Linked DNA regions of Mus musculus: regions 1, 2 and 3 are each linked to region 4. Evidence: chromatin contacts called from public promoter capture Hi-C data. All regions are on one chromosome and are shown on one strand. Each heading gives the region's core, a stretch centred on a gene start, on an enhancer-like site or on the middle of the called end of the contact. The rest is flanking DNA. Distances are from core to core; before and after follow the strand shown. Region 1 overlaps Habp4 (hyaluronic acid binding protein 4). Region 2 has its middle 3.0 kb from the start of Gm30999. Region 3 holds the start of Ctsl (cathepsin L). Region 4 holds the start of Fbp1 (fructose bisphosphatase 1).

Region 1 (5,411 bases), core at 1,036-3,535, 1.3 Mb after region 4:
AAATGAAAGCTCAATATCTTAGCTGAGCTGGCTGGCCAGTGAACTCTCAGGACCCTCCTGTGTCCTGGCTTTGCCTCTTAAGGCAAAGCCACCTCCTGGGTAACTCTTCACTCAGCCTTCTCCCCGTCAGAATCCATAGCCAAGCAAGTCACAAGACAGGGTGCTTGGAACTTTTGCAAAGGTTTTTGGTTTGGTTTGGTTACTTTCTTACTATTGTGTGTGTATATGCATCGCACGTGCACGCGGAGGTCAGAGAACAATTTGTAGAGTTGGTTCTCGCCTTCCACCTTGATGTGGGTTCCAGGGCTCAATCTCAGGTCACCAGGCTTGTGTAACAAGCAGCGTTACCCACCGAGCCATCTCACTAGCCACGTGGTAACATCTTTATTTTTTCTTTTTAAAGATTTATTTATTTTTATATATGCGAGCACACCTTTGCTGTCTTCAGACACACACCAGAAGAGGGCATCGGGTCCCATTACAGGTGGTTGTGAGCCACCCCGGGGGCTGCTGGGAACTGAACTCCTCAGAACCTCTGGAAGAGCAGTCAGTGCTCTTAACCTCTGAGCCATCTCTGCAGCCCCCTCGGTAGCATCTGGTAAGGTGTTGATAGCCAGTTTTCTGAGAAGACCAGCCAGCACTGTCCAGCATCACTACTTCATGGATTCTCCAAGACCCTGACAGCACTTCCCCACATCATTGCCACACCTCATGGAAATTCCACAGCTGGGAAGTTGATGGTCTTCCCTTTTCCCATCTCTTCTCCCACCTCTTCCAGTTTTGGGTCATTCCCACTGACCTTCTCAACCCTCAGTTTGTACATGTCTTTTTCCCCAGCTCTGGTCTTCTGGACAGTTGAAGTGTATGCAGTCTCATGTTAAAGTCTCCCCTTAGCCCTACACGGAGCTGTGTTCATTCCTCCATCACTTGTTTCTATAACTCCAGGCCTGCTTTGTGTCGTCATCACCCTCTGAATACTCCCCCCTCACCTCACCAGGCCTAGCGGCCACTTCAACCTAAATCTGTGTTGACTTAAGCTCAGCTCTCTGGCTAACTGCGCTCTGGGTTCCCTCTGCCTTGAGCATCTCCTTCGAAACTCATTAGAGTTTTGCCTCAGGCCTGTTCTCTTTCTCCGTCTTTATGTGATCTTATGTACCCTGCTCTCGAATTGTCATATGTGTGTTTTGACACCAAAATACAGATCTTTGCCTTCATCCTTCAACCCGAGTCCGAGGTCCGAGGTCTGTGTGTCTGTCTCCTGCACACCTACGCCTGCTTCGCCACTGATACCTCATGCTCAGCATGACTGAGCTGCTTGCCTGCTTCCCCACAACCCCCTGGGCCTCAGCAGGTGTCTGTGCTCCGGACCAGCATCAACACTCATCAGCTTCCCCAAGCAGAAACCTCTAAGTCTCCCTTGGAAGTCCAGTTTTCAGTCCTCTCCTACCCCCAATTCAGGCCTTCATTGTGTCCCTAATCATCCCTGTCACCGGCACAGCCTAAACTTCTGACGTCCAGCTGTCACTGCAGCTCCCGAGCCTCTCTCTGCACCAGAGTGGCTGTCATGTGGGCGTTCTGAGTGTCACATTCTCCGACCCCTTCAGACCCCTCCAGTGCCTCATGTTTGACCACTCTCGTGCCTTCTCAGGACTCATTTTGTGGCTCCCTACTTCACGTTTCTGAACACACCTTATCCTCCCCCCCCCTTCCCTGTTTGCTGAATTCTTGCCCTTCACCCTGCTGCTGATTCTCCCTTTCTCCCCCTTCAGCTGCCAGAGCAGACTGAGCCAGTTTGATCCAGTTATTTAATCTGCCCTCATTTGTTAATAGGAATAATCAACTGGAGTTGTGAGGGCTGTGTTTTATGCTCAGCTATGCTCCTATCTACAAATAGGAGAGAGGGAGGGGCCCCCTACATCTCTTACACGAGTGACAGTGACTGACGGTTGTGACAGCTGTGAATTTACTGCTCAAAACAACTAAGAATGTGTTTTTAAAATAGGATTCACAGTTAACGTGCCTATTTAGACTGCGTTAACTAAAGTCACAGACACACTCATTTCTATGAGCTGGGAAAGCGAGTTATGTAGGACTCTTCAGGGAGAATTCTTGTTTCTGTGGCTCTGTCAGACTTTAAAATCACACTAATCTCCCAGCAGCTGTGTCATTGTTGATGGTTTAAGAATTCCGTTTCTTGATACGATCGATGACCTGCCACCCCAGCTCTGGCTGATTGAGTTGACACTGGGGCTTTCCCCATTCCGCCACAGTGGACCTTCACCTCCCAGGCTTAGAACTTGATGGAAGAGCTTAAAGTCCTGTAAGCCAGTGTTTTAGTGAACAACCTGAAATGCATGCTTATTCTTCCAACTTAGCCAATTTACTGGTGTGTCACACCCATCCTTCCCTGTGTTCTGACAGCAGCTGAATTGTTCCTCATCAGTGTTCTGATGTTTGAGGGCACCTGCTACACTGCCCTGTTTTGTCTTTGAGCTTGCCTCTTCCGATCATATAAACGGAATCTTACACAGAAAAGAGAAGACACGTTAGCTTATTTCACTTGCCATATGTCTAAATTTCTGTCATGTTATGGCCTATATTTTAAAATCCCTGTTTTGTTTATCTACTTGTCAGGTGACAGACATGCTAATAGTTTCCAGTTTGAGGCTGCTGTACATAACAGCCACTGTAAACATTCATGTATGTGTTTGATAGGGATGCGCGTTCTCATTTCTCTCAGGTATGAAATTCCTGGATCATATATGAACTCTCAGAAAATTTAATAATTTTTAAAATTTTAGTCTTATGCACATTGGTGATTTGACTGCATGTATGTCTGTATAAGGGTGTTGGATCCCCTGGAACTAGAGTTGCAGACAGCTGTGAGCTGCCATGTGGTTGCTGGGAATTGAACCCAGATCCTCTGGAAGAGCAGCCAGTGTTCTTAACCACTAAGCCATCTCTCTTGTCCCCAGAAAAAAAAAATTTGAGACAAGATCTCTATGTCTTGGAACTTGCTGTGTAGTCAGTCCCAGCTGTCCTGGAGCCTGATGTGTAGACCAGGATGGCACCAAACTCATAGAGATCCACTTGTCTCTGCCTGCCTAGGTCTGAGATTAAAGATGTGAGCCATGACACCCGACTCTGTAAAAAAAATTGAAGACCAGACTGTTCCGTCCCTTCCCCTTCCCCTTCCCCTTCCCCTTCCCCTTCCCCTTCCCCTTTCCCTTCCTTTTTCTATGTATGAGTGCTCTGTCTGCATGTACACTTGCATACCAGAAGAGGGCACCACATCCCAATACAGATGGTTGTGAGCCACCATGTGCTTGCTGGGAATTGAATTTAGGCCCTCTGGAAGAGCAGTCAGTGCTCTTAACCACTGAGCCATCTCTCCGGCCCCCCAGACTGTTTTCTACGTTGATAATCACATCCCCAATACAGTCCCACAAAAGTATAACTTTCTTTTCTGAAGTAGACACTTGGTCCCACCAGCCAAAAAAAAAAAAAAAAAATCTTTGTCAAAACTTGTTAATTGCCTTTAAAGACACTCCCCTTTTCTTTCTTTAAAAATTACATGTATGAATGTTTTGTCTCTCTGTGTGTGTGTGTGTGTGCACCACATGAATGCCTGGTACCTGTGGCACCAGAAAAGAGCAGTAGATTCCTTTGAACCAAATCTACAGCTGCTTGTGAGCCACCAAGTGGATGCTAAGACCCAAACCCAAAGTCTTCAGCAAGAACAGCAAGTGCTCTTAACTGATGAACCATCTCTCCATACCCTGACTGACCTTTTGATACTAGCTGACCATTGGATATGGAATGGTGTAACTCCTCGTGGGTTGCGCCACATTTCTCTGATGATTAACAGAGTGGACATTTGAAAAGCTTTTAACTTGTGTTATCTTGCCTCATGCATGCAATACCTGAAGAAGCCAGAAGAGGGCACAAGATGCTGGGGATTTGGACTAAGGTCTTCCTAATTCCTCCTCTGAGCCATCTCTCCAGCCTGCTTTAAACATTTCGAATTGTTAGCTAGGATGGGGCTAGAACACTTGCTTAGCACATGGGAGTCCCTGAGCTCCACTCTTAGCACTCTCTCTCAATATATAAAAAAAGTCTACAATTAAAACTTCACTTCAGAGGGCTAGAGAGTTGGCTCAGTGGTTAACACTGGCTGCTCTTCCAGAGGACCCCAGTTCAATTCCCAGCACCAACATGGCAGCTCACAACTGTCTGTAACTCCAGTTCCAGGAGATCCAACACCCTTATACAGACAGACATGCAGTCAAATCACCAGTGTACATAAAATAAAATAAATCACTAAACCTCACTTAAAACCATGAGTCAGAGAAGAGGGGAAAACATGAAAACCGTTTCAACAGGTTCTCATGATGAAGTTATCAGACAAATGTAGAAAAAAAAAAGGCGTGATAAGGAAGAGGCTTGGGGCATGGGCCTGGAGAAAGTCTGAAATACCATTTTTTTTTCCTTTTAGAACCAACTAAAGAGATTTATAAAAGTGGGCACTGTGACCCATTCCTTTAAGACTTCTGTCGGTGGTTCCCAATTACCTTGTGTCCACAGCATCTCTTATTTTCTCCCACAGTTCTCATACTGCCCATCTGCCTTCAGGAAGGGTCCATGGTGGTGCAGTGTGATAGAGATGACTGATGACATCATTTCCAGACTGTTGTGAAGCACAGACTGTTCCTGCAGTTGGCAGAAGGCATAGGATGGTAGAGAGAACTCACAAGACGTGACCCCGAGGGCTTGGGGTCACCTTTAACCTTATTTACATTTCCAATACAGTCCCACAAAAGTATAACTTGCTTTTCTGAAGTAGACATTTGGTCCCACCAGCCCCCCCCAAAAAAAATGTCTTTCTTATGATTATGTATCTTTTCAGAGTTCCTGAGTTGGAGGTAGAAGAGGAAAACCAAGTCCAAGAGATGACCTTAGATGAGTGGAAAAACCTTCAAGAACAAACCAGACCAAAGCCTGAGTTCAATATTCGGAAGCCAGAGTCCACAGTTCCTTCCAAGGCAGTGGTGATTCACAAGTCCAGATACAGAGACGATGTAAGCTTGTCTCAGGGGAATCTGTACTGTTGACCTCATGAGGCACATAATAGCCCAGTCTCAGTGGGTGTGGAAATAGGACCTTGCTATTTGGCATTCTTGTTCTCCTCTCCCCACCACCAAAACATTTATTTTGTATTTGAGGAGTACATGTCAAACCTGTGGTTGTCAGGAATAGAGACTTGGTGCCCACTTAGCCATCTTGCTGGCCTGCCGCTTGGCATTCTTGTTTCTGTTCAAGCTTCATCAAGGATGATGGAAAGGACTAGAACTTGGCATGTGCACAGTCAGGTACTACACATTCTCTGGAAGCCTTGAAAGTCTGGTCTCTCA
Region 2 (5,378 bases), core at 665-3,164, 1.2 Mb after region 4:
GGGGAGGAAGAATAAATCAATTTAGTAAGAAACTCAAAGAAAAGTCAACTTACCATGAGTAAAGGACGGTTAATCCTGAGAGGTGGCTCTTTTTTCTCCTTTTTTTCCCCCTATAGTTTCTGACCTATCTACTTGTTAGTAACTAGGAAATTTACCTTTTAAATATGGTTTTAAAATCACTTTTTAAAACCTATTTGCAATCTAACCAAAAAAGAAAGATTATGAAACCAACCTTCTCCTGAGTGATGTGGTGAGCTCAATCCAGAGAGACGAAGAGACTGTCCACTCTTACCACTGTCAGGCTTCTTATTAGAATCTATGCCACCTAAACAGGTCCTGTCATGTTCTCCTTTCCTGTCCCTTCTTGTAATGAATGCACGCACGCACACACACATCCCTCACCTGCTTTAAAATCTTGAGAAAGAAATTGAAGAACATCCTCTCCATTAAGTCAGACCCAACAGTGAATTTTCTAAAGGACTAGGTAGGAGCAACACCACAGTTTCTCTACAAGACCATTAGAGGGCATTGTGGAGCCAGGACTCAGAAAACTCAAAGCCTACTGGCCGACTACAGAGAAGCCTGCCTTTGGCCTCAGAGGAAGCACAACCTGGTAAGTCCTTCTGGCCCCAGGATGGCAGTCAGCTTTCTCTGGCCAGAACTAACTAGTTGTCTTTGAAATGGAGTCCTCTTCTTCCCGAGCAGGTGGGTCCAACCTGCAGCCTCAAGAACATGTGTTCCAGCAACCCTAATAATACATCCTGTAGACCACAATGTCATTAGTTCTTTCTCAGTGTGACAAAACATAACACCTGAGATAACCCACTAAGAAGGGCACATAATTGTATTCCATGATCAATTGGCCTCATTGTTTTCAGACCTGTGGCCAGGAAGAAAACCATGGTGTGTGCATGGCCTCAGAAGGAACTACATACTTTCGCAGCCAGTGGGAAGCAAAGAGAAAGGCGTGAAGAGACTAGTGGTACTAGTCTCACTAGTCCTACCTCTTAAATGCCCTATTACTTCCCAATAGCACCACAGGATGGGGACCAAACTTAACATGTGTGTCTTTGAGGACATTTACCCAAACCATAGTAAGTATGCTTTTCTACTAATGTTATAAAACATTGACCAAAACTTAGGGGAGCAAAGGGTTTATTTCACCTTTCAGAACCCAGGTCATACTCAATCACTGAAGGAAGTCAAGACAGGGCCACAAGGCAGGAACCTTGAGGCAGGAACTGAAGCAGAGACCATGGAGGTGAAAGACTCTGAGAGGAGCCCCTCGCTCAGGCCTCATAACAATAGCAGACACCCAAGAACTCACGATAGACCAAGCTTGATGCAAACCACATGAGGTTTATTCAGGGAAAGCCAGAGCTCTGGGGATGACTCATATCCCACGCAGGGGTAGAGGAGTCGACCTCGAGGGGAAAGAGGTCCCAGTTTTTATAGGCCCTCAGGGGAGAAAGGAGAAGCGGGGAGTAGGGGATTTCCAGATCTAAACAGTGTCTATTCTCAAGAAATGGGTATGGGAGGGGTACAAGGAAAGAGTCTGGTGCAGGTGTATCAACTCAGGATTGGCCAGGCTGTGGTTGCTGGGGAGATTTTCTGACTCTTTCTCAGCAACCAATATCACAAACACCTGGCAATGGGTTTCATCAGTGGGCACACACATGAGTCAAGGAACGGTCAAAACATTGGCAGACACACAGGTTCAAGGAGTGGCCAGAGCATTGTGCACCTCTATTTTTCTAAATCAGTGAAGCTAGTTCTGCTAACAGTGACATCTATCTTGCCAATTTCAGGGCTTCTGTGACCTTTTACATTCTGTCAGGATCTTTCAGAGGCAAGCAGCTGATTGACATGCCCAGTGTGTTTTTTGACCACTTGTCAAGGGTGACATTAACCACAGTAGACTCGTCTCTCTCACATCAATGATTAATCGAGAAAATGCTTTACAGAAATATACACAGGTCAGTGTGACTAAAGCAATTGCTCAACTGAAGTTCCTTGTTCCCAAGTGACTTCAGCTTGTGCCAAGCTGACAATAAATAAATAAATAAATAAATAAATAAATAAATAAATAAACACAGTACAATTAATTCCTTTTCAATTTGATACACAAATGTATCACTATTAAGTCATAACCTTTCCTTCCTTGTTTATCCCAGGATTGTGTTACTATCACAACATAAAAACAGTATAACTTAAAAAACCCCAGTCTTTAAAAACTTTGGTGATTAAAACATTCAAGTTATCAGCAAGGCGTGCTGGTGCACATCTTTAATCCCAGCACTGGAGAGGGAGGCAGAGGCAGGCAGATCTCTGAATTCAAGGCTAGCCCAGTCCACAAAGCAAGTTCCAGGACAGCCAGGGCTGCAGAAAAACTCTGTATTGAAAAACAAAAATCAAACAAACAAAAAAGCCAAACAAACAAAAAATATCAAGTTATCTTTAAATATCCAAAATTCACTTAACTGTGGCCTCTTTTGCTGGGTCTGGCAAGGCTTCCGAAGGGACAATATGACAAGGTTCCCCACCCACCTCCTCTGGAGCAGAGCCAGAAAGATGTGGATCTCCTCAAGAGCTGACAGATGCTCTAAGTAGAAAGCTTGTGTGCATAATAATGTACATGCTTTTCTCATGTTCCTCCTTCAGAGAACGCTCTCCCCGCGGCATGATTCCAGGAAGTGAGAATGTGTCTCAAGATCTTCAGAAAAGCCCTGAAGGCTGTGGGAAAGAACTCCGAAAACATGAATACACAAATCAGTATAAAGAACTGTTCTTTACAGGGTTTCTCAACTAGGCAATATAAGGATGCCATATGAATTGTATGAGGGGCTTCATGGACCCAAAAGAACAGAGGCAGCTGCACTAGTGAGTCAGCTTAGTCAGAAAGATATTAAAGGAGACATGACTTGGTCAATAGAGGAAAAAACCTTGATCACAAAAGAGAAAGGAATAGTTTAAAAAAAAAAACAAGGCTCAGATAGACAGTTATACAATATTAGTGGTAAATGGTGGTCTCCTCCCCAGAAGCCATCAACAACTAAATTTGATCCAGATATTCTACTCCCTGAAGGAGGTAGTTATATGTGCAATCCAAATAGAGGTGGGGAGAGACAAAAGGTCTGGTATCAAGAAAAAAGATGATAGCTTAATAATATTCCTTTCTGGGATTGCTTAATACTTTCCAATAATAAGCTTTGGAGTTGCTGAGATAAAAATGAAAAAAATCCAAAGATTAAAAGAATATATTGAGGTAGCTAAGAATTATAAAAATGAGCTTCAGTGCTGCTTACATCAGCACAAAACAAGAGAGGGCTTTTTTTTTTTTTTTTTGCAAAAAAAATTGTAAAAAGCATTATACTAAAAGCTAACTTTCTCACATAAAACCAGACTCTATCTCTAGCCTTGGCAACCACAAGTGCTGTGCCTATCGAAATGCATAGGTCTTACTTTTTTTTTTTTTTAAGTGCTTGCTGTCTGGTTCATTTGCCTTGAATGTGCTTTGTATTTCTAAGAGTCAAGGGGCTAAGGTCATTAAATGCTGATTTGTGGAGTGATCAAAGTGGAGCCTGGGTAAATGATTAAACTGATATGCAATCTCTAAGGAAGTAGCTTATGCAAATAAAAGACTGTGCTTTGGTCTGCAAAAGAGAGCTATCTCAGCAGATCACAGAGCTGTCAGTTTGCATCCATCACTGACTCCAAGTCCTTCTTCAGCTGCTTCCATTCACCTCAGGACCTCCTTTCAAGCTGAGGCTGGAACTTGAGGCTCTTAAAAAAAAAAAAAAGTTTCTTATATCAACAAGGAAGACCAAGGGCACAGTTACAGTAGCTCAATTCAAATGGAAGATTCAACAGTATAAAAAAGCTCAGTGTCCTGCATCTGGGACTCACACACAATCTGATTTCAAATGGCTCGGGTGGTTCCACATCTCTGGCTGTGGCATCCAGAATATACACTGCTTGCTCACTCTCTTCTCGGTGGTCATCTCTAATACGCTGGGGTCTCCACCACAACTGAGGCTGTACCTTCACCAATGTCCACCTTGCCTCTCCTCAGGAACCCTGACCCTACTACATGGTGCCTGCCTAGCGTGGGAATTTCTTGTTTCTTTGGAAAGTCAGTTATGTCAAATGATGTTTTGCTGGGGCACACAAGTAAAAGGATGTTTTGCCGAAGCAGACATGTGAAAGAGTGTTTTGCTATAGCAGACATGTGATGAAGGAATATAAATATGACCCCACAGACAGTGGGAGTTTGAGCACTTGTTTGCTTTGCTCTGTCTCAATATTCTTCACTAACAACACACAAGTATTGGTTCTTACATTGTGTCGCTGAGCTCCGCTTATGAAAACTCCATTGAGAGAAACTTGCCAAAGAACTTCTGGTGAGGTTCCTGTGGCTTCTTGCTGCTTCCACAGCCTTAGACCAGTTGGTGAGCCTTGTGGTTTCTTCTGGATTGAACTGCCCTTGCTGGTTCATGTGTGGCGATTGTCAACTGGACTGGACTGCAGCTGCTGGTTCATATTTGGTGTTGCTACTGGTCTGAACTGCTGATATCTTGACAACAAAGACTGAACTCTCCCTCAAAGAACTATTTCTAAACAGGTCTTCCCTCATGTCCTAATAACTTTTCTCTTCAACTACCTCTGTTGAGTGGTAGGCTAGAGGAGAGTTTGAAGTCTTTTTAAAGTAGTTTGAGAAAATTTTACGCTTATACCAACCCTTAGCTTCTCTCCATGACATCCTTCAAGCTTGTAGCTTCCATGATGTCAAAACCAGTAATACCCTGTAGGGAAACTCTTACACAATCCAGATTCAGCTGTCAATTTGGAATGTAGCCTTGGGTCCCCTGGACCAGAGTTTATTTTGTGCTGACCCTGAGGAAACACTTCTGGAAGGTGCTTCAATTATGCTGATCTCTTATTAATCTCAGCTGGTCGTTCAGCTCCAGCCAATCAGCATCAACTGTCCAGTAAAGCAAAGGTTTCACTTCAGTGGTACACTTCTCTTGTTAATAATAGCTGAATCTTCAGCCTCACCTGACCAGAAGCCACAGATTCTTAGTTCAAATATTTCACATAAATGGCCCCGATAGAATCTTTGCTTCCCCTCGAAACTTCATGAGCCAGGCCCCCATTGTTTGCATTTCTCTCAGTATTATCTTCCAACTTCCCACAAAACTGTTAAGACCCAGGCACTCGAGGGTTTCCCTGGCCCAAAGTTCCAAATGCTTCCACAATCTCTATAAAAAAGACGTGGCCAGGTCTGTTGCAGCAGTACCCTGTGTTCCTGGTTCTGCCCCAGTGTGCTTTTCTATTTTCATGCTACAACTAACTTGGGGAGGAAAGAGTTTATTTCATCT
Region 3 (5,355 bases), core at 2,297-4,796, 1.5 Mb after region 4:
GCGTGAGAACAGTCCACAAGGTTCTGTTCACTCAGTGAGATCAGTTTGCCGGTCTTAAGGAACATCTGTCCTTCTAGGCAACCCGATGCGCTAAACGCCCAACAAGACCCGCACTGGCCCTGAAGAGAGAAAAAGGCTTGTAAGAGAAACAGCACAACAGCCTTTATACATGCACACTTTTTGTTTGTTTGAAACAAGGTCTCTATGTAGCCCTGGATGGCCTAGAAATCGCCCTGTAGACAGTATAGCCTTGAACTCAGAGATCCTCCTGCCTCTGCCTCCCAAGTGATGGGATTAAAAGTGTGTGCCACATCTCTCCCCACCCCCAGATATATTCATACTTAAAAAAAAAAAACAAGCCGGGCGTGGTGGCGCACACCTTTAATCCCAGCACTTTGGGAGGCAGAGGCAGGCGGATTTCTGAGTTCGAGGCTAGCCTGGTCTACAAAGTGAGCTCCAGGACAGCCAGGGCTATACAGAGAAACCCTGTCTCGAAAAAAACAAAACAAAACAAAACAAAAAAACAGTAAGACAGGAATCTGGGTAGGGCAATGTATGCCTGCAATCCACTAGAGAGATTAAGGCAAGAGGATCCTGGGTTTGAGGCCAGGCTGGGCTGGGCTGGGCTAGTATTGTGAGATCCTGTCTCATTCAGGATCCAAAAGAGCAGACAAAACAAAACACTGTGGTCAAGGCTAAAGCACAGAGGACAGAGTCTCATGGGGCCTGGCTCCTCTCAGGAGTTACTACCAGTTGATGGCTGCTGGGGGAGGGTAATCAAATCATTATCTTTAGTGATGCTGCACTCCCGCCCCTCCCCCACCTCGAGTCTCTTCCAAGTGTGGACCCTGGGGATCAAACTCAAGACTTCTCCCAGCCCTCATACCTGGTTCTTCACAGGAGTCACACAACCCTTTTCTCTCCAGTCCACAGACTTGGGGATCTTAAGCATCAGCGGTTCCTGAAAAAGCCTCCCCTTCTTGTGCTTCTGGTGGCGGTAGCCATTCACCACCTGCCTGAATTCCTCATTGGTCTTCCGGGAAGGGAGAAAAAAAAAAGTAGAAAAGGTGAGATAACTTTGTAGAAAGAAAATGGAGGAGAGGGCTCAAGAGTTCAAGAGTTCGCATCATGTCCCCACTCACCATGTCACCGAAGGCGTTCATCTCCATGGAAAAGCCGTGCTGCCCGTTGCTGTATTCCCCGTTGTGTAGCTGGATCATTCTCATGTTCTTCTCCCATATCGCTCTCCTCCACTCTTCCTCATTCTAGAGCAAGCACAGAACTGGCAGTTTTCATTTTTTGTTAATAGACAGGGGGAGCCAGATGTTGGCACAGGCTTTTAATTCCAGAGGCAGAGATGGTGCTGGAGAGATGGCTGTGTTTAAGACCATTTGTGGAAGACTCAGGTTTAATTCTCAGCACTCACATATGTTACTTTTTTTGAGACAGGGTTTCTTTTCTGTATAGCTCAGGCTGGCCTCAAACTCAGAAATCTGCCTGCCCCTGCCTCCCAAGTGTGCCACCACTGCCCGGCCATATGGTACTTTCTAACTAGTTCCAGAATGTACACAATACCCAGACATAAGTGTGGTATATATCACGAGTGACATATATCTCACTAACTAAATCTTAAATAAAAAAACCAATCCATCTGACCAAATGGATCTACTGGAACAGGAACAGCTACACACTCTGAAAGGCACCACTCCTCCCGAAAACACACAAAGGGATGTATGTGCTCTACTCTGCTCACAATGGATGTATGATTGGGCTATTCCTGCTAAGAGCTGGCCTCTAGAGACTACTCTCTGGCTATAAACTTCTGAGGGTTAGAGAGGGGGGTTGTGGGGGGAGAAAGAGGTGGGCAGTGGTGGCACATGACTTAAATCCTAGCACTGAGTTCACAGCCTGGTCCACAGAACAAGTTCCAGGACAGCCAGGGACACACAGAGAAGCACTGACTTGGAAAAACAAAAACAAAACCCAACCAACCAAACAAACACTTCCAAGGGCAAGGAAGACCATTCTCTCTAGACAATGTAAACACTACAAACCGTGCCATACAGTCTTCTGTGTGTGGACTTCCACTGGTGCCACTCTGCACTAAAGGTTTGATCAAATTTTGGAGTAGCTAAGGCTGTTCCCAAGCAGAGGACAGCCAAAAGGAGTAAAAGATTCATGGTTCAAACACCTAGGGAAGGAAAAAGAGGAAATGAGAATCCCACGGAAGCTTTCTCTTTTAAGGACAGTTTCTCATGTAGTTTAGGCTTTAAACTTTTTCAATGACCCATCTCTCAAGTTTAGGGATCCATGAGCCACCAGCCCAGCAGTAAACCGTTCTGAGTTGAAGCATCCTTGCACGTGTTAACAAATGTGATTATGAGTGGAGAAAAACAAGTCAGGAATTAATCTTTGGAGGTTCCTAGACTCTAGCTACTGAAACAAAAACAGCCTAGTAGTCATTGGAACAGGGGTAAACCCTTTTCTCTTGCTTTTTTTTTTTTAAGGATTTATTATTATACATAAGTACACTGTAGCTGACTTTAGACGCACAGAAGAGGGTGTCAGATCTCATTATGGGTGGTTGTGAGCCACCATGTGGTTGCTGAGATTTGCACTCAGGACCTTTGAAAGAGCGGTCAGTGCTCTTACCCGCTGAACCATCTCGACAGCCCCCCCCCCACTTTCTCTTATTATAGCGCCACGGTAGTCTTAAGTCTTCCGATATTGTATGCGTCAGAATCTTAAGAGGACAACTGGGTCCAGGTCATTTATTGACAAGTATTAGTGACCCCAAGTGGGCATACAGGAGTACCCAGAGGGTGGGTTGCCACCACACACTTTAACGCACAGCTGCACATCAGGCGAACTGAAGCCTCAAGGCGATGCCTCCTTATGCGATCTCAGTTCGGGTTAGGGGCCAAGCTGGGCCCGTCCGGGGGAGAGGGGGATGGGCGTCCGCTCCGCGCTCGCGGCCACCGCCCGCGAATGTTATGGCGGCACAAGGAGCCCTGGGTCCCGTGACCAGCTTGAGGGGGTCCCGCTGTCCCTACGGGTCCCGGCAGCCCGGAGTCACATGACCTGATGAAGACCCCGCTCGACAACAAGGGCCTATCACTTCGGGGAGGCCGAGGACACATCCTCGAGATCCTGGCCCATCCGGGGGTCTCCAGTCCGGGTTGCAGATGCTATGGTTCCCACATTCTAGATTCCCCTACCTGCCCTTGCTCGGGAAGCCTTTAAACCCGCGGGGGTCACTCACCTGAGGCGGCTAGCTGCGCACAAGAAGTCTGCAAACTCGGATCCCCGGAGGTCGCCGAGGTCCGAGAATCTGGAGGAACAGCGCCGGGCTCAGGCTTTAAAGCCTCTCAGGCTACAGCCCCGACAGGGCCCGCCCCCGCCCCGTCATTGGCTATGCCTGCCTCGGGGCGGAGCCTGCGGGAGTCCGGGCGCGTGACGCCGCCGGGTCGTAACCTGTCCTGTGGTGCAAGCCTTGGGGCGAGGCTGATCCACTTTGGAGGGTCCACGCCAGCGTGGTGCCTTGGTTCTGTAAGAAAAGCGTAGGAAAAAAAAGGCCTGCTGTGGAATTTCCACCTCAGCCATACCTTTCCTTTTGTATGAAAGTTGTAGATTAAAATGTGCAGGGTGGAGAGTTGCATAACCCGTGGTTTCTGTTTAACCCACAACAATGCTGATGTAAGTGGAAGAAGACAGAGCGGAGGACAGAGTCACCTCTCCAGGGTCTGGCTGGACGGGTGTCCATAGAATTTAGATCAGCACGTGGCTTCTAACGCCGCACTTCCTGCCTTACCTATACATGGATTGTTCCTTAGGAGCATTTCTCTCAAGTCTGGTAGAAATTCTTTTCGTGGCAGGCGGGGACGCGGCGGTGGGGGTGGGGTTGTAGGATGGTGGCTAGAAAAGAAAAGAAAAAAAGCGGTTGAGAACGATGGAGACTGTTTTCCTACTTTACATTATGAATTGTTTTTCTTACTTTCAATTTTTTTCTTTCTTTTTCCTTTTTTTTTTTTTTTTTGTCTTTTCGAGACGGGGTTTCTCTGTGTAGCCCTGGCTGTCCTGGAACTCACTCTGGAGACCAAGGCTGGCCTCGAACTCAGAACCGCCTGCCTCTGCCTCCCAAGTTTTGGGATTAAAGGCATGCGCCACTTCTGGAATTTGATAAATTCGCTGGAAAAGATATAAGTATGTGTTTGAGATAGGGGTTATAGGGTTTAATAATGTAGACCAGGCAATCACAGGCATCCTGGTTTTGCCTCTCAAGAGCCGGGATTAAAGCTATCTCCGAGCTATCCGCTTTAGTTTCCTCTTCCTCACTCAAGAAGAGTAATATTTAATAGAAGGCTGTAGTTGTGTAGCTTGAAGAAATTACTTGGATAGAGAAAAAATATATATACAGGTATAGGTAAGATTGAAAGAAAATAATTCGGTAAAGTGTAATTTTTTTTTAGCCATATAAGATTTTTTTTATTGGCTATTCTGTTTAGAAGCTTTATAATATTTGAGTTTGGTTAATTTCAGTATGTGATTTTTAAAAATTTGTATTGTCTTTTTTTTTGTTTTGTTTTTGTTGTTGTTTTTGTTTTTGAGACAGGGTTTCTCTGTGTAGCCCTGGCTGTCCTGGAACTCACTCTGTAGACCAGGCTGGCCTCGAACTCAGAAACCCGCCTGTCTCTGCCTTCCAAGTGCTGGGATTAAAGGCGTGCGCCACTACTGCCTGACTTGTAATGTCTTTTATAATAGTATTTAAAATATTTTCTGAGACAGGGTTTTCAGTGTAGCCTTGGCTGTCCTGGAATTTGCTCTATAGATGAGGCTGTCCTCAAAACTCACAGAGATCCGCCAGCCTCTGCCTCCCAAGTACTGGGATTAAAGGAGTGCGCCACTACCTCCTGGCCCTAAAAGAAGTATTTTTTTAAAAGTGATTTAAAAGATCACGTTCAGGGCTTGGTGAGATTGCTTAGTGTTAAAGAGTTGCCTGAACCCAAGCCTAAGTTCAATCTCAGAGATCTATATGGTGAAAGAAGAGAGCCAAAAGTTGTTCTCTGACTTTTGTATGTGCTGTTGGCACATGTACACCTCCCCGAAAATGAGGCTTTTGTTGTTGTGGTTGTTTTTTGAGACAGGATTTTTGATTTCCTGGCTGTCCTGGAACTCCCTTTGTAGACTGGGCTGTCCTGGAACTCAAATAAATCTGTTTCTGCCTCCCTAGTGCTGAGATTAAAGGTGTGCATCACCATACCTAGCTGCAACATGAGTTTTTAAAAAGTGTCTTAAGAGGCGTGGTGGTGCACGCCTTTAATCCCAGCACTTGGGAGGCAGAGGCAGGCGATTTTC
Region 4 (5,720 bases), core at 2,861-5,360:
CAACAAACAAGGCAGACAGCCTCTGAGAAACAACAACAACAAAGGTTTGACCCTGACTGGCATGCACGCACGCACACACGCGTGCACGCACACACACATATTCACGCATGACTTCTCCAGATGTTGTAACCAGAAATATATTCCAGCTGATATGCATGTGGGTAGCTGCAGAACAGGATACAAGCAAAGCACAGAGGAAACAGTTTACAGCAGAAATAAAGTCTCCAGGAGGGCAATGATGACATCCGGATGTGATTAGTAAGCTCCTTCATTTTCACAGCAACTCTCTAGGGTTGAAGAGCAGCTGTCCCTATCTTACAGTAGGGGAAACTGAGGCTCTCAGATGCTTCACCTCCATCCACCCATATCATCACCCAGATTAAATGGTAGCCCCAGGAATTTAAGCCAAGCTCCTTGTCTCTGAAGTGGGGCTTTTGGTTCTGCATCCCCGGGCTTTTCTAAACCCAGTCCTCATGTTCTCTTATTTTTCCCCTCTGCCTCGGGGCAAAGGTGCCAAGGGGCCTAGATGCCCCCAGACTATGACTGTGTATTTCTACAATAGCCTAAGCCAAGGCTTCCAAAGTGCCACATCCCCTCGCTGCTCCCAAGCCTCTAAAAAAAGTCAGTATTTCCTTGCTTCTGTTCTTGGTTTTGCATTGCCTCCATCTTGGGAGGCTTGATGTGACTATCATTTGTTAGATAGAACCAGCTCTTTGAAAGCAACCCCCATTGCCTTTCAGATTGAATCCACACCACACCCCTGCCATCTCCACTATAAAAGCTCTGCTCACGTCATCTTTTTCACCCATTTCCCATGTCTTCTTCAATTCTGCACTCCTAGCCTCCCCTTCCCCAGAACCTGACCTGGGCTATATGAGATGCTGCCACAGGATATTTTTTTTTTAAAGATTTATTTATTTATTATTATATGTAAGTACACTGTAGCTGTCTTCAGACACTCCAGAAGAGGGAGTCAGATCTTGTTACGGATGGTTGTGAGCCACCATGTGGTTGCTGGGATTTGAACTCTGGACCTTCGGAAGAGTAGTCGGGTGCTCTAACCCACTGAGCCATCTCACCAGCCCACAGGATATATTTATACTGTTATATCATTATATCAATCATATGCTATATATCATATATCATATAATGTCACATCATATGGAGCAGTGGAAATGACTACAGTGGCGACTTTGAGGTTGACGGAGGCAGAGGAGCATAGTGACCCATAATTATACCTCTGCTGATTTCCCTGTGAGACAACGGGCTGAAACCAGTCTTGGTGGGGTTCTTGCAGATCTTCAACCATCCCATCCCTCTGGGTGAGTGCTCTTCTAAGGCCAACTGGCAGCCTTAATAAGCTCTTTATTATGGGCACACTGGCTCTCCATCCAACACATCAAAGCCCAAGTGAGCCTAATTGAAAGCTCTGTCTTTGAGATCTCATCTGCCTGCTAGTGGTCTGACTGCTTATCGTCCTGTGAATAGTCAGACGCTTCCTGTCCCACAGAATCCAACTTCTTCCCTCAGCCAGCATCAACACCTGTTCTACCACTGTAATAGCCCTAGTAGTGGGGACTTAATGCACTCAAGCTACAGAAGGGCTCCATTTCTCATGAGATGTCTGCAGCAAGTTAATAGGAGGTGGTGGATTGTCACATCCTGGTGGCAGAGAATGTTCATTATATAGCTGGAGAAAAACACGGCAAGTATAGTCCCATTTTATTTGCTAGCTACAGAGGAATGTGTAAATGCACGTTCATGTACACATTTGTGTGAGCATAAAAAACGGGCCTGGGAAAATAACCAAGAAAAATTAACAGTCAATTTGGTGTGTGTGTGTGTGTGTGTGTGTGTGTGTGTGTGTGTGGTGGGGCAGGGGGGTCGTTTTCCTTATTATCCTTTGAATGGCTTGGTGTTTTTGTGAATAGGTGCAGGGCCTTAAGGAATCTGGGACGACCTTTTCAAAGCTGATGCTGTGACCATCTAGTCTATTAGTACACATTCTCTTCTGTTCCAAACTTAGCACCTTCTACCCCTAACCCCGTTACCATTGTCTGAGATGTGAGTTAAAAAGTGAGATATCTTGAGGGTGATTAACCTAACCCTAGGTCTCTCTGGGGTTGTGGCAAGTACCAGTGCATTTTTAGAATAATGTAAGAAATGGCAACTGTCGTCTCTCACAAAACCCCCAGGTTCTGAGAGAGCTAAATCCTTGAGCTGTAAATTTAATTTGAAGTGAGACTTTTACCTGAGTGTGCTGGCTGAAAGGCTCCTTAGGGCTAAGAACACAGCGAAACAGTGAGGGAGTCATCACTTCTAATATACATGTCCCTAGCTTTCTCTAGTAAGGCTTAGCCTTGCTTGGCATCTAAAGTAAACATCACCAGGTGTTTTACGCTTAAGGATTATCCACCAAGCCTCACAGCAGAACCAGAGTTTTTCAGAAATAAATGCACACATAGCTAACACAGGCCACACTGTTGGAGGAGCATTTAAAAATCCATTTCAAAGGATTATATGTTCAAGTTAGCTACAAATCTCACATATCAGTCTCTCATTGCTCGTAGGAAAAAAATTTTTTTAAGTATGATATTTGTTAAGAAAGTATACCGATAACCTGAAAACCCAGGTTCCATTCAGTTGTGTGAAAACCAGTTAGGTCCCAAACATGTTGCTCAGGCCAGAACAAAGTACAGAAGTGTTGTGTAGTTTAAAAAATGAAGGTGTTCTGAGACTCCATGTTTCTTCATTTGCTCCTACCTACAGTACAAAATATGGACCATAGCATTAAAATCACCCACCATGCCTTGAATCCCCACTCAGGAGGCAGAGGCAGGTAGATAACCCCTGAGTTCAAGGCCAACTTGGTCTACTCACAGTGAGTTCCAGGACAGTAGAAGCTACATCGTGAGAACCTGTTTCTAACCCTAACCTTACATAGTGGACCTACATAGTGAGACCATGTCTCAATAAATACATAAACTTCTTCTTCATCTTCTTCCTCCTCCTCCCCCTTATCATCATCACCATCATCTACCACAGGGAACTTTTCTTATTCAAGGAGGGTCTGCATAACAAAGTCCCCAGATGGTTCAGGGGAAGGAGATTGGATTCTTGGCTTTATCAAAAGCAGTCTACTACTTCTGCTCTGTCTTTAAGCTCTTAATAATTGGGCAAGATCTGCTCCTAGCATTAATGCAAACAGGGAGAGATTTTGGTGCTCAGGAGGTGAGTCTACAGCTGGCTCCAGAAAGAGGGAGCGCCCGGAATACTGTGTGGCGGCTCCCTTCCAGACTGATAAGTGGTGGGATACTCTTTATGGGGCTTGTCTAGGTTAGGGATGATACTGAATTAGAAGCTGAATTTGGGATTTCAATTTCCAAGGAGAGTAACAGAGGTTAAAAGAGAAATGGGGAGAAAGGCGCAGGTATTGGCACTTTAGAGAGTCCCGGGTGGGCAGCTGGTAAGTCACTCACTTATACCAGGAATCTGGGAGGAGCGAAAAGGAGAGTTGAGACCAGAAGAGATCCGGCAATTGTGCACCAGGAGAAGGGAACGAGGGCTGTGTGCAGCAGAGCAGAATCTTAACTGTCAGATGCGACACTGGCAACCAGACCCATCAGGACCCAGCAGGGGTCCAGAGAAGCAGACCCCAGTCGTTCTAACGGATAAGATGCGGCAGCCAGAGGCCTAACTCACAGCTGTGCGATGCCCGCCTGGCGCACCGCAGACGAGATGGCTTTGATCGCGGTGCAGAGCGAATTCAGCAGCTGGGTCAACTCCCCCGTGCCCTGAGCCTTCCTGCCCTGCTCCATGACGAAGCGGGTCAGGGTGCTGATATCCGTTTCGAAGGGCGCATGGTTCGCCATTGCTGGGGTCTGGCGCAGGTGCTGGCTAAAGGTGCTGACTAAAGGTGCAGGCAGGTGGAGCCCACAGGTGATAGTCACAGCGGGAAGACTGAAAGCCGTTCAGTGTCTGCAGAAACTCAATGAACTTGAGTCCTGGGGGAGCCTATAGTCTCCAGGTCTCCGCCCCCCTGTCCCAGGAAACACCCCCTTGCTCCCTTCCTCTACCAACTGCCATTCTGCCCGCTGGCCAAGGTCCTCCTAGCCTCTCCCTCCCTCCGTTCCATGCACCCTCCCCTAGATGCCAAGCTGACAACGCTACTTCCTCCTCTGTTGCCCCACCGCCCACCTTGCCTCTGGGCTACCTGCATGGTTATCTCCTCCAATGCCCGCTATAACCTGCCAGAGAGGAAGGCATGATGGACTCCTCCTCCCATAACCCTTCCCCCGTCCCACCCACCCACCTGCTTAAAATACTAAGCAAATTCAGGGAGGTTGAGTAACTAGTTCAGGGAAAGCCGCACTTGAGCCTGAGGTGGCTTGGTTTCGATCCCTACCCACTGCTCTTCCTGAACCATCACTGTCTCTTCTGACCCATCTCCTGGGAAATGGATTCTCCCATCCACATCCACTCTGAATCCTTAATTGTTGCCTCCTCCCAGTTTCTAGAGTTGGAGAACTGTTGGGAACCTTAGTTTCTAAGTGTCTTCCGCAGAGAAAACTAATGCAGACACAAACAGCTATTCTCTGAAGTCAGGCTGTTCCGCAGCCAGCGTCCTTACCCGTGCCTGTTCTAGCTGTCACAAGTCATAGGCTGATTTGTAGAACAATTAATTACTGAGCAGGTACTGTGCACCAGGACACCGGCTTTCTTTGAGGTCAGAGCCCAAGGAGTACAAACTCCTGCCCTTCTTGAGTGTAAGATTGACAAGTAACAAAAAGAAACAAAAACATACCATGGATCAGTTTGCTACAGGAGCCACTTTGGCATAGAGAATCATGAAAAGAGAAAGATAAATAGAGAATGCTGGGAAGAGTAAACTGGGGTGTCAGGGAAAAGTTCACTGGGAAAATAATATTTGAGCAAAAAGCTGAAGGATGCAAGAGAAGAACCAGAGTGGACTTGTCTGTGGGACTGGTTAGCCAGCCAGGCTAGTGCAATCAGCTAGCACCAAGCTTATCAGAGACCATCTCTCAAAACAAGGTAGACAGTGCCCAAGGAACAGCGCCCAAGGCTCACATGTGTACCCGACAGCCACACAGACACCAGGAAAGAAAGGAGAAAAGAGAGAGAAGGATGATATTATGACAGATCTCACAAACCATAGCAAAACACTTGTGGGTTCTATTCACAGTGCTGGAAGAACCTGTGGAGGGTTTTAAGCTGGAAAGCTATGACTTGCTCTGTTCTACATGATGAAGGAACAGACTGCAGAAGGTCAAGAGCTGAAGCTGGGAGAGCTAGCAGCGTGCCTTCCATCTAGCCTGTTTGTGTTCCCTGTCTGATGTACAAAGATTGCTATCAAACTGGCTTGAAGCTTCCGGCCCTGCCCTGGGCCCACTGCTCCTTGGCACTCTCTTCCAGGATCACCCTCTCTGGGCACACTGCCTCTTGGCATGCCCTCCACTGCCACCCCCTTTTTCTCAAATTCCTCTTCTTCACCTACCTGCCCCACCCTGTGCTCCAGTGACTCATTTTCTTAAGAAATGACCCTCTCCTCCCTGAAAAAGACAATATTGAACAGTCTGATGGTCACACCAGGGTGGGATGGAGGATGCTGAGCCATAATACAGTAGCAATAATGAGCTCAACAAAGTCCACAGAGATCCCTGAGGCTGAGATGGCCCTCAGGGATCTAAGCTGGCTTCACT

Evidence for each region. Promoter capture Hi-C pulls out the DNA fragments that hold promoters and counts their contacts.
Region 1: a promoter capture Hi-C map of liver shows a contact between it and region 4, with 4 times the contacts expected there. The contact joins the enhancer-like site here to the promoter of Fbp1 in region 4. A contact is called at or near these places in 4 of 39 promoter capture datasets (hippocampal neurons, liver and pre-B cells).
Region 2: a promoter capture Hi-C map of liver shows a contact between it and region 4, with 5 times the contacts expected there. The contact joins the enhancer-like site here to the promoter of Fbp1 in region 4. A contact is called at or near these places in 13 of 39 promoter capture datasets (the 3T3-L1 cell line, the C10 cell line, the HPC-7 cell line and 8 more).
Region 3: a contact with region 4 is called in a promoter capture Hi-C map of liver, with 4 times the contacts expected there. The contact joins the promoter of Ctsl here to the promoter of Fbp1 in region 4. A contact is called at or near these places in 4 of 39 promoter capture datasets (the SN4741 cell line, hippocampal neurons and liver).

Annotation. Positions count from the first base shown.
Region 1 is chr13:64,177,201-64,182,611 of GRCm38.p6, forward strand. It overlaps Habp4 (hyaluronic acid binding protein 4), which reads left to right. Exons shown (of 8, transcript NM_019986.3): 6 at 4,907-5,078. Among named protein-coding and RNA genes, the nearest start is that of Habp4, 18 kb to the left of the region's middle. Within about 2 kb of position 2,286, at least 13 of the 459 cell types and tissues checked have an H3K27ac peak or open chromatin away from gene starts, as enhancers often do. A contact at or near this core is called in liver, where this site is marked.
Region 2 is chr13:64,050,542-64,055,919 of GRCm38.p6, forward strand. No RefSeq gene overlaps it. Among named protein-coding and RNA genes, the nearest start is that of Gm30999, 3.0 kb to the right of the region's middle. Within about 2 kb of position 1,915, at least 2 of the 459 cell types and tissues checked have an H3K27ac peak or open chromatin away from gene starts, as enhancers often do. A contact at or near this core is called in liver, where this site is marked.
Region 3 is chr13:64,366,974-64,372,328 of GRCm38.p6, forward strand. Ctsl (cathepsin L) reads right to left here and starts at 3,547. Exons shown (of 8, transcript NM_009984.4): 1 at 3,263-3,547; 2 at 2,055-2,191; 3 at 1,143-1,265; 4 at 887-1,033; 5 at 1-119. The coding sequence starts at 2,180.
Region 4 is chr13:62,884,172-62,889,891 of GRCm38.p6, forward strand. It overlaps Fbp1 (fructose bisphosphatase 1), which reads right to left and starts at 4,111. Exons shown (of 7, transcript NM_019395.3): 1 at 3,703-4,111. The coding sequence starts at 3,872. It overlaps Gm38679 (a long non-coding RNA gene), which reads right to left and starts at 907. Exons shown (of 3, transcript XR_873587.2): 1 at 1-907.